2 separate regions of the Mus musculus genome follow, and region 1 is linked to region 2. Evidence: chromatin contacts called from public promoter capture Hi-C data. All regions are on one chromosome and are shown on one strand. Each heading gives the region's core, a stretch centred on a gene start, on an enhancer-like site or on the middle of the called end of the contact. The rest is flanking DNA. Distances are from core to core; before and after follow the strand shown.

What was found. Promoter capture Hi-C pulls out the DNA fragments that hold promoters and counts their contacts.
Region 1: a promoter capture Hi-C map of embryonic stem cells shows a contact between it and region 2, with 3 times the contacts expected there. The contact joins the promoter of Zic1 here to the promoter of Zfp949 in region 2. A contact is called at or near these places in 1 of 39 promoter capture datasets (embryonic stem cells) and 1 of 115 datasets of contacts at active chromatin or transcription factors (embryonic forebrain).

What each region holds. Positions count from the first base shown.
Region 1 is chr9:91,362,702-91,368,650 of GRCm38.p6, reverse strand. It overlaps Zic1 (zinc finger protein of the cerebellum 1), which reads left to right and starts at 2,883. Exons shown (of 3, transcript NM_009573.4): 1 at 2,883-4,615. The coding sequence starts at 3,634. It also overlaps a transcript of Zic4 not described here.
Region 2 is chr9:88,543,610-88,549,605 of GRCm38.p6, reverse strand. It overlaps Zfp949 (zinc finger protein 949), which reads right to left and starts at 1,586. Exons shown (of 6, transcript NM_001142943.1): 1 at 1,098-1,586.

The DNA of each region.
Region 1 (5,949 bases), core at 1,634-4,133, 2.8 Mb before region 2:
ATAAACGATTTTCATAATTCTAGGATCCAACATCCCCCTGTAGGAGCAAAAAGAACGGAATGGCCTGGTGTATCTTTTCCCTCAAGAAAATACATAATAGGTTAAAAGAAAGAAACCCCTAAGACCAGCTGCTTCCGCTTTTTTTCTGTCACTCCTTACAGGAGTCCGCTCAGATTAAGAGAGAAGTGCTGGACACAGACTTGTTGCTGGGGGCAGATTTTTTTTCCCCCTAGAATTTCTACTTCCTAACCCCACAGGCATAGATGCTTAACACTGTCTCTTCAGATACAGGGATATGATCACCATCCACAATCTGACTTCAGGGCCAGAAGGGGTGTGTTTTGCGTGTGTGTGTGTGTGTGTGTGTGTGTGTGTGTGTGTGTGTGTGTGTGTGTGAAAGGCAGCCTGATTGTAGTTCACCCTACCCAAACCAGAATCTGCTTGGTAGGGGACAAAAACTAGAAAGGAGGGTAGGAGTAGCCACTGATGTTCATCCTTCCTCTAGCCCTAGCAAGCTAGCTGGGAGAGAGAGAGAGAGAGAGAGAGAGAGAGAGAGAGAGAGAGAGAGAGAGAGAGAGAGGGAGGGAGAGAGAGGGAGAGAGAGGGAGAGAGAGGGAGAGAGAGGGAGAGAGGGAGAGAGAGAGAGAGAGAGAGAGAGAGAGAGAGAGAGAGAGAGAGAGAGAGGTTTTCTTTTTCTTTTGCTTGGAGAACTGTTAAGTTTTCTAAGCGGACATCATGTGAAAGGATGAGTTGAAGGTCTCTTTGTCTGGCAAAGAGTTTAGAGCCTTGATTCAGTTGCAAAGAAGCCAAATGAAGTTAGAAACAAAGGGCAAATTGAAGAATTCCGACTCTTGGCTTTTTGTGTTTTCCTTACTAGAAAATAATTAGACCTAATGAATATGCAGGCGCTAAGGCTAAATCCTGGGCCAAGCTGATGGGCTTAAAACTGAGCTAAGTAGAACCGCAACCTCCATCGCCCCCGGCTCCACATCCGCGTGCAGTTTTTGAAATGTATAAATGTCGCCCGGTTTAATTGATTGAGTTACAGGGATTTTCCCCCTGCTTTTACGTGCCATACCCCTCTACCTTTCAACAATCATTTTAATATATAGTCAATGGTTCTTTGTGGATGGGACAAAAAGCAACTACGCGCAGTTGTTGAATAGACTTTGCGCTGGGCAAAGACAGGTTAATCGAGGGCCGCATCGCGAAAACAAGCGAGTGTTGTATGTTTGCACGGAATCCAAATGTCTGCATTTTCCTAACTAAATCAAAGGGAGTGTTATTTCTTTTTCTGCTCACTCATCTGAAGGTAAGTAAATTTTCTCTGGCGATCAAAAGCCTGGTTGGCAACAAAGACCGCGCCCGCTTTTTCCACCGTCTTGTTGTGGCAAGTTGCGGAATTTCAATAACTGTGACAAGGGTGACTGATTTGTGAACTGGAAAAGGTTTGAATGTCACAAAATTTACATTGGTCCTATCTACCGGGGATTTAAATACCAAAAAAGTATTCCGGGATCTCTAGGGAGCTTTGGGAGATCCAGAGGAACAATGGCGCGTTGGGAAATTTACAGTTTTACCTGAATGAAAGGGACTGGGATGGGAATGGGAGGGCAGAGTGAGCGAGTTGGGGGTGGGAGCAAGCCACACAACGGACCAGACCGGAGGGGAAAAAAAAGGAAAAAAAAATGAGGGGAGAGGGAGATCGGCAACAAGGTTTCCAAACTGCCATTAAAAACAGAAAACAAAACCCAATCCGACAAACCTCAGGAACCAGGAAAAGTTTAAGAGATCCATCCACCTGTGTTTGGGGGTGAGTGGGCATGCAGGAAGGAAGTCTGCAAAACTGAGGCTGTGAAAGACACCAAGAAATCACGTTTCTAGGAAAGAGCTTGCCCTCGCGCTCCCGAATCTTAAATTATAAACAGGAGAGAGGCCCGTCAAAAAGGAAGCAAACTTCAAAAGAAGCAAATAACAAAAGCTTCCTTTGCTGCCCGGGGGGGGGGGGGGGGGGGGGAGGGTGGAGAAGGGGAGGGAGGGAGAAAAGAAAGTTGCTGAGTCCGGACATTCTGGAAGTGCCTTTGGGGTGTTTCTCGGCTGGTCCCCCCCCAACTGCTGCTCTCGGAGACGCCGGGGGTCTCCAGTCTTTAAACGCTCTGCAGAGGTTTGAAGGAGAGTGGCTCAGGGATGGGGAGGCAAGGGGGGAGGGGAGTGGGGAGGGAAAGAAACAGAGGGAGGGGAGAAAGGGGGACATTAGAAGGAGGGAGAGGAAAGTGTGTGGCGGGGAGGGGGGAGAACATAGAACAAGAAGCAAAACCTAGAGAAGGAGGGGTAGGAGGCAGCGAGGAAGGGGAGGGAGGGAATGAGGGAGGGAGGGAGGAAGGTAAGGAGAGGGGGAGAGACAGGGAGAGGAGGGAGAGAGAGAGAGAGAGAGAGAGAGAGAGAGAGAGAGAGAGAGAGAGAGAGAGAGAGAGAGAGAGAGGAGAGGAGAAGAGAAGAGAAGAGAAGAGAAGAGAAGATGAGAGGGAAAAGAAATCGTGGCATTTTTTTCCTTCCGTGAGAAGAGGGGGAAAAAATTTGCTAGGGGGGAAAAAAAAGTTGCTACTCCTGGCAGCCCTGTTAGTCAAAAGGGGATGTCAAGCGCTTTACAATACCTGGGATTGATGAGGCGGGCGGGCCAATGAGCAGCGCGCGGCGCCACCGCGCGCCCTTCGTTGGCGCGGCGGCCCCGGGCGGGGTGTGTGGGGGGATTGCCGCCTCACCAATCCTCGCCCGCGTCGGTCGCACGTGACCCCTCCCCCTGCTCCCATTCATCAGGGGGGGGGGGGGACGACGACGGTGTCGTCCTTTCAATTCATTTATCTGCAGGAATGATTGCTGCTATCAGTCTCGCGCTCACCGCCCGGCTGAGGAGGTGAAAGTTTCTCCCCAGGAAGATAAACCGCAAAAGACAATATTGTGCATGATTTGCGCCTTTTCTTTTCTTTTTTCTCCCCCTCCTTTTTTTTTTTTTTTCAAAAAGCAGAGAGGGGGAAAAAGGGAGAGTTGAAGGATCGAGGAGGAGAGCCTGAGAGAGAGAGAGAGAGAGAGAGAGAGAGAGAGAGAAGAGAGAGAGAGAGAGAGAGAGAGAGAGAGAGAGAGAGAGTGAGAGAGAGAGAGACTGAGACTAGTGGAGAAGTGAGGAGGGGCGCGCTGCGCGAGGAGACAGGGCGAGCAGTGGCGGCTCTGGCGTTCACATTCCTCTATGCCACAAATCCGGGAAGAAGTTTTATTGGGGGGCTGAGATGTTCTATGCCTTTCCCCGGGCAGCCTTGATTCGAGGCCCTCTCGGCAGAGACTGAGCGGCGAGAAAGTGAGAGCCCGGCCCGCGCGGTTCGAGCGGCTGGCGCTGGAGCCCGCCTTCTACCGGCCGGCAGTCATCTCTCTTGCCTGCCTTTGGCCGGGCGGGTGCCGGCTAGCGCCTGGCCGTTGCCTGCTGGCTGAGACTTCGTTAGGTGGGTCGACTCCCCCTCCCTCCTCCTCTTCTTCCTCCTCTTCCTCCGCCTCCCGTTCCTCCTCCTCCTGATCTTCCCTCCTTGGCGGGCGAGGGTGGGGGGGGGCGGGGGAGGCCGGGGCTTGCCCCGTGCAGCCACGATGCTCCTGGACGCCGGACCCCAGTATCCCGCGATTGGTGTGACCACCTTTGGTGCATCCCGGCACCACTCGGCGGGCGACGTGGCCGAGAGAGACGTGGGCCTGGGTATCAACCCGTTCGCCGACGGCATGGGCGCCTTCAAGCTCAACCCCAGTTCGCACGAACTGGCCTCGGCTGGCCAGACAGCCTTCACGTCGCAGGCTCCGGGCTACGCCGCTGCTGCGGCCCTGGGCCACCATCACCACCCCGGCCACGTCGGCTCCTACTCCAGCGCTGCTTTCAATTCTACCCGGGACTTTCTGTTCCGCAACCGGGGCTTCGGCGACGCGGCGGCGGCAGCTAGCGCCCAGCACAGTCTCTTCGCTGCTTCGGCCGGCGGCTTTGGGGGCCCACACGGCCATACGGACGCCGCGGGCCACCTCCTTTTTTCTGGGCTTCACGAGCAGGCGGCTGGCCACGCTTCGCCCAACGTGGTTAACGGGCAGATGCGGCTAGGTTTCTCCGGGGACATGTACCCACGGCCGGAACAGTACGGCCAGGTGACCAGCCCGCGATCCGAGCACTATGCTGCCCCGCAGCTTCACGGCTATGGGCCCATGAACGTGAACATGGCTGCACATCACGGGGCTGGAGCCTTCTTCCGCTATATGCGCCAACCCATCAAGCAAGAGCTTATCTGTAAATGGATCGAGCCGGAGCAGCTGGCCAACCCCAAAAAGTCGTGCAACAAAACTTTCAGCACCATGCACGAGCTGGTCACGCACGTCACGGTGGAGCACGTCGGCGGCCCAGAGCAGAGCAACCACATCTGCTTCTGGGAGGAGTGTCCACGCGAGGGCAAGCCCTTCAAAGCCAAATACAAACTGGTCAACCACATCCGAGTGCACACAGGCGAAAAGCCTTTTCCCTGCCCGTTTCCTGGCTGCGGCAAGGTTTTCGCGCGTTCAGAGAACCTCAAGATCCACAAAAGGACACACACAGGTATGGAAATTAATGTAGGACACTCTACCTCCCACCCAGGCTGGGCCTGAGATTCCAAAGTTGGGGGAAGAGAGGCACAAATCCAGCCTCAGTGGGGTCTGGGCCTCAGGTTCCTGGAGGCAGGCAGATCTGGTTTTTAGTCTTGAAAGTGTGGCACAGAGTGAAGGATCTGAACATACAGATTTAAAAAAAAAAAAAAAAGGAATAAACCGGGAAGCTGAGTCTGGCTTGGCCCAGCGCTTGACAATCTCGAATCCCGGAGAGGTGGCACGCGTGGGGCATCCACGGAGGTTCCAGTTGTTCCAGCTAGAAACAAATCTAAAACTCTTGATGGTGGCTACCCGTTCAGGGACTTTCTTGAGTCCTTTCTGTTCGAAAAGGTGGAAGAAGTTGAGGTTGAGTTTAAAAATGTAGAAACAAGATGGGAAGAAACAGGAGGTAGGTACAGTTGGGGTAGAAAGTACAATTTGGATCTGAGGAGGACATTAGGTTTATGCACATTGGAAGAGATACATTTTACAACGATGCATCCGGGTTTGAGGAGTGAGTCTAGTTGGTGAAAGACACAGAAATCCTAATTGTCTGTTATACAGCGTAAGGTCTGTTCTTAAAATGCGGGGTTCCTGAGTTGGACTTTAGAAATAGCGACAAGTCCAAAGCTTAAAGAAACAAAAGAAACAAAACCAACAGAAACAATAACAAAACAAGTTCCAGGCAATTTAAGGCTTCGAGAGGGGGCAGCCTGGAAATTATGCGCCCCTTGGGTCCTAGTCAGGGGATCTGATCGCCCTCTGTATTTGGGCATTATCTAGTGGAAGAGAATCCGACATGAACTCTAGATTTAATGGCCCAGGCAGGTAAAATCTCCTCCCCCCTTTCTAGATTAGGCCATAAAATGTGGTGTGTGTAGGGGGTGGGGTGGAGTTGAGTGGAAGTGGCAACCAACGGGTGCAGTGTGTCTGGGACGGAAAAAAATTGGGGGAGAAAAGAGCAAAAGCAGGAGAATCAGCCGGGTCCCAAAAACTAGTAAGGGCAGAGCTAAGTAGAAGCCGCTGGGTAACCTCTGTTAAGACCTGGGCAGAAAAGCCAATTTCTAGAGACACTGCTATTCTGAAGTGAAAAAAAAAATTTTTTTCTTCTCTCGCCACTCCTATTTCTACTACTACCATCAGTATGACAAAGTAAAAATAAAATGTAGATATAATTGTCTTGAGTGTTAAAAAAAGTATAGTTACGTTATTCATAGTTCCACTACAGCTGCACCAATTTACTAAAACTCCAGATTTTAAGCTCGGGGGAGCCCCCCCCCCCCCCCCCCCGCCTTGGGCAGCCAG
Region 2 (5,996 bases), core at 337-2,836:
TTCTGAAAGGTTAGCATATGATGATGTATCGGTAGGTAACTTGCAATAATGCAATCTCTACCATGAAAATGTAGGCAGACCCAGTTGATCCCAGTACGGGGATCGTCAAAGGAGCCTGTATCACAGGGGCCTGCCGTTCTATGGAGTTCAGTGAAGCAGTCAAAGGCTTGGACCAGGTGTAAATTCCCTACCAGGACCCAGGGCCTCCTGGTCTGTTATTAATGGTCTTCCTCCTCACTAGGGGGATGGGATTGCTACAGTTGCACACCCTCTTCAGAACATGAAACCTCCCCACTTTGTTCCCAGGAAAATGTTCCTATAACAATACTAGAATCTTCTGAGATAACCTCTTATCTCTGGTACTAGACATTTTCAGAAACTAAACAAAGCCTCAGACAGTGTTTCTCAACCTTCCTAATGCTGCAACTCTTTACTACAGTTCCTCATGCTGTGGTGACCCTCAGCCATAACATTATTTTTAATGATTATTAGATTATTAGTAATTTTGCTCAATGTTATGAATCCTAATGTAAACTTCTGATATGCAGGATATCTATGTGATAGTCAACCCCTGTGAAAGGGCCGTTTGACACTACCCACCCACCCCCAACCCTTTCAGGTTGAGAATCCACATGTGGAGAACCACTGTTCTAAGAGCTCAAACCTCAAGTGCCAAAAACATCACTTCATAAAGACAGGAAAACTGACGAATACAATTGCCAATACACATAAGGGTACAGTCACTACGGGAGAATTTCTCTAGGAATTTCAGGCCAATTCATTGGGATAAAAACCACCCTCTTTCTTACAGATGTGTGGGTCACAGACCTCCCCCTTCCGGCTCCAGCACCGTGGTATCAACTTACAATTTTCCCAGGCTCGCAGTTTGGGATTTCTGGGTCGTGTGAAAATTCCCAGTTTTGTAATCCGGTCTCAGATTAACGATCTTTCTCCACCCCAACTCTCCCAAAAAATGGATGCCAAGCAGGTAGCAAGATTCTTTACTGGAATGTGAGCTCACACAGGAGGCTTCCCGGCCCTGACAATCCACAGACATGAACCGCCCTCACCCCCAAGTCGCCATCTTGGGCTCTCACCTCCTTGGCAGAGCGTCCGTGTTGGCCCTTTTGGACTGATGGAATCACAGATCCAAATACTCCTAGCGCAGTCTTCGGATAAAGCAACCATTAAAGCCCTGTTCAGGCCGACTGTTCCGACTGGGAACGATGGGTCTCACAGTCACCTTCCCCTGAGCCGCTGCGGTCCGCCCTCGAACTGCGACTCAGTCCCTCCTCCAAGACCCACCTATGTTTCTGTTTCCACTGAAGTAGAAGGCACGGGTCCCGCTTCCCGAAGGTTCCGAGACCACTCTCCTCTTTTCGTCTTTCCCACCCGCCTTCAGAAACCCTGCAAGAAACGCACAGCCTGAGCAAAGGCGTCAGCACAGAGCCTGGATGCGACTTTCTATGCGGTAGCTGCCAAGAGAGCGCAGGACACAGAGATGCCTACCAGCCAAATGTCAGAGCTGTTTACCTGCTCCTGTGTGGGAGGGCCTTGTATGTTAGGGACTACATTACCCATGAGCCTCTGGGAAACTATGGTAAGTATAGAAGGACATTTTTCCACCGGGTCCACTATCGAATTACCAAGATTCAGATCAAGTACCTATCTGATAATCGCGATATGAAATTCCTTCACCTTTCTCTCATGTGAACCCCAAGTATCCCAAAGTAGTATAGAACCTGAGAAGGAAGCTTCAGTGTGTTCATCCTAGAATCAGACCAAATATCTCTGTGGGAGACGTGGAGCCTTAGAAAATCGGTGTGATATCTTTTGTAGGGTAGTCACCAGAGAAGACTACTAAACATGGGTTTAAGCCAATAAAAAGTCTTATTATCCAGACTGCAACTACCCTTGATGTTCAGGAGATCAGAGAAGCCCCACAAAATCCATGTCCCAGATTGATATATTTCAGTTCAGAACAATTAGCCAGACGCAGAACTTCAGAAGCCAGAAGGCAAGGTTAGTACATTTAGAGACTTTCCCGTAACTATGGACTTTGATGGATTAGGTTTTTGTTATAGTTTTGGCAGATGGCGCTGTCTACATGCTGAGTTTTACAGCCTGAATAGTATTTTTGTCCAGGAGTCAGCTATGCTAAGGTCTCAGAGCCTACTAAGGTCTGGGGCTCTCTTCTGGCTGTACAGAGCACTGCAGGAAGCTGAACGCTTCGTGTTTCTTAAATCCTATGAACCATTTACATCACTAGTGTATCGTCAAATTGAGCATTCTGGTACAGCACACAGTAATTTTCAAGTTCATTTTGAAATCGAACCAACATGTTGGACTTCCATTGTAATAGGAAGAAACCACAAACTATATGAATTGACAAGAGACAAAAGTTATGTTGTGTGTTGCCAATAATGCTTAGAAATAATTTGAATTTGAAATGAAAAAAATCACTTACTAAAATTGAAATGTGTTTTGTTTTGTTTTTTTGAGTCGGGATTTCTCTGTGTAGTCCTGGCTGTCCTGGAACTCACTCTGTAGACCAGGCTGGCCTCAAACTCAGAAATCCGCCTGCCTCTGCCTCTCGAGTGCTGGGATTAAAGGCGTGCGCCCCCACTGCCTGGCGAGATAATTTTTTTAAATCTTCAAAAATGAACAAATTCAAACTGAATGTGGTGGCGCATGCCTTTAATCCCAGCACTCCAGAGTCAGGAAAAAAAAAAAAGCGTTTGAGGCCAGCCTGGTCAACAGAATAGTGAATTCCAGGACAGCCAGAACGACACAGTAAAATCTGTCTCAAAAAAAAAAGGGGGGGGGGGGGGGAGACATACTCAGGAGTCAAACAAAATCTAAATAAATTTAAACAATCCCTGCCCAGAGTTGATACATTACACATTATTAAGATGAATTTTTCAACATAAACTAAATATCACTATAATCTCAATAAAGTTCCGTGAAAATGTTTCTATTTGTAGAGTGAAAGACATAAAGGCTTCAAACCTACAGGAATCTGCTTGTCTTCTACATTCCAAGTGCTGAGATTAAAGGTATGCACCACCAGGCCTGGCTCTGAATAACTTACTCCTAACAAATAAAATAATGAAGTGTCATTTGGAGGACTGTCTTATACAGAAACTGTACCTGTAGCCTCTATTTGTGCATTCTTTCTTCCTCTTTATCATTTGGCCTGAAGGAAGCCAAATGCCATTTTGCAGATTGGGCTGTAGAGGGCGCCATGGGAATAGTCTTGGAAACTAAGATCCGGCTCAAGTGGAGCTTGAGATGACTGTAGCCCTGAATATGGTGTTAATAAAATGGTAATTAAGTTTTATTTTTATCTTTTTGCCTGAGACAGGGTTTCTCTATATAGCCCTGGATATCCTAGAACTCATTGCATGTATCAAACTGGTTTTACCTCACAGAAATCTGCCAACCTCTGCCTCCTGAGTGTTGGGTTAAAGGTGTGTACCACCGTGCTCTGCAGGAAATTGAACTCTAAGCTAAAGAAGCTCTTGAATAAATCACAAACAGAAATAATAATTTGAATTTTGTATAACCTATAAAAATCCTTTTATAGCCAGGCATAGCTATCAGACCTCTGAGTTCCAGGCCAGCCTGATCTACACAGTGAGTTCCAGAACTACTCAGAGCTGCACAGAGAAATCCTATTTCCAAAACCCTAAATAAATGAACATCCTCTTATGATACTAATAAATTTTCATGAACAGAACTCCCCATGCTGTCCGATAATAACTGTCTATTGAGCTTCTAATTCATTCTGTGGGTCCAAACTGCATCTCTATGATCATTCCTCTGGAATTAATACCCAGAACGGCATTCACTTTATAGAGAATGCTGCAGGGGTGCCCTCTTGTGACAAGCTCCTTGTATACATGTGTCTGTACATAGTTTTCAGGAGCATGGAAAACCATCTGAAATCAAATCAAACATAGAATGTCCTGCATTACTAAACCATTTTGTACCAGAACTTTTAAGGAAAGGAAGGGTCCCAGAGGGCTTGAAGCTATAACGGATGGTATGAATAATTCACACTAATATGGTCCTCCGTAATTATGCTGATGGCTCTAACAACACCAGAGTGAAATGGAGGCTGAACACTGCTTAAATGGGTAGCAAAGGTGCTCCTTTCCTACTCTGAATACAGACGGATTCCCAGGAAGGAGGAAGCCTTCCACCAAGGAAGTCACCTGAGCTGTGCTTCGCTATGTTCCCACGCTGAAGGTCTCACTAGAGGAGGTGTCTGTGTTTCAAAGGTCAATGGGTTCCATTCTAAAGTATTATGTCAATTACACTTATGTTAAACAATTAATAACTGGTGCAAGAGAAAGGGCTTAGTGATTAAGAACACTGGCTTCCCTCACCGAAGACCTGGGGTTCAATTGCCATAATGCATGTGATACAACCAACCATCCTCAACTCCAGTCCCAGGGGACCCAGTGCCATCTTCTTTTTTTTTGTTTGTTTGTTTGTTTGTTTGTTTGTTTTTGTTTTTGAGACAGGGTTTCTCTGTGTAGCCCTCGCTGTCCTGGAACTCACTTTGTAGACCAGGCTGGCCTCGAACTCAGAAATCTGCCTGCCTCTGCCTCCCGAGTGCTGGGATTAAAGGCGTGAGCCACCACGCCCGGCCCCAGTGCCATCTTCTGACTTCTGCAGGCACAACACACATATAGTACACAAATATGCATACACACAAAACAATTACACAATTAAACTAATGAAATAAACATGTCTAAAATCTTAAAGACTCGCAGTAGTAATACATGCCTTTAATCCCAGCACTCGGAAAACAGGGGTAGGCTGATCTCTGAATTTAAGGCCAACCTGGTCTATAGAACAAGACACCCAGGACACCTAGGCTACACAGAGAAACCCAGTTTCAGGAAACAAAAAAAAAAAAAGAAAATTAAATAATTAATAAAAGATAAAAATGTGGATTTAGGTAAAAGAAGAAAAGATATCTGGAAGAAAAAAATTTTGAAACTGAATATGAACAAGAAAGATATGAAATTCTTTCTGCAGGCCCTCAGGGCTTCAGTCCTTTTCCCTCACCCAATACCAAATCAGGTTCCTCTCTAGCCCCCACTGCCCCACCACCCAATCCACTTTCCCTCCCAAGTCTCTCCCTCCCTCCTCACTTGTGATTGCTTTCTTCTCTTTCCCAAGTGGAACTGAGGTATCCTCAGTTGGGCACTTCAGCTTGTTGAGCCTTTTGAATTCTGTGGGACTGTATCTTATGTATTCTGTATGTTGGTTTTGGGGTTTTTTTGTTTTTGTTTTGTTGGCTAATATCCACATATTAGTGAGTACATAGAGTACACACCATGCATGTCCGTCTGAGTCTGGGTTACCTCACACAGGATGATATTTTCTAGTTCCATCCATTTGCCTGCAAAAGTCAGGATGTCCTCATTCTTAATAGCTGAGTAGTGTTCCATTGTGTACATGAGCCACATTTTCTGTATCTATTCTTCTGTCGTGGGACATCTAGGTTGTTTCCAGCTTCTGGCTATCACAAATAAGGCTGCTATGAACATAGTGGAACACGTGCCCTGTAGCATGGTGGGGCATCTTTTTGGGTATATTCCCAAGAGTGGTATTGCTGGGTCTTCAGGTAGATCTATTTCCATTTTTGTGAGGACCCTCCAGATTGATTTCCAGAGTGGTTGGTTGTACCAGTTTGCAATCCCACCAGCAATGGAGGAGTGTTCCTCTTTCTCCACATCTTCTCCAACATGTGTTGTCACCTGAGGTTTTGATCTTAGCCATTATGACTGCTGTAAGGTGGAATATCAGGGTCGTTTTGATTTGTATTTCTCTGATCACTAAGGACTTTGAACGTTTCTTTAGGTGTTTCTCAGCCATTTGAGATTCCTCAGTTGTGAATTCTCGGTTTAGTTCTCTTTTTTTGGGGGGGGGGTGTCGAGACAGAGTTTCTCTGTGTAGCCCTGGCTGTCCTGGAACTCACT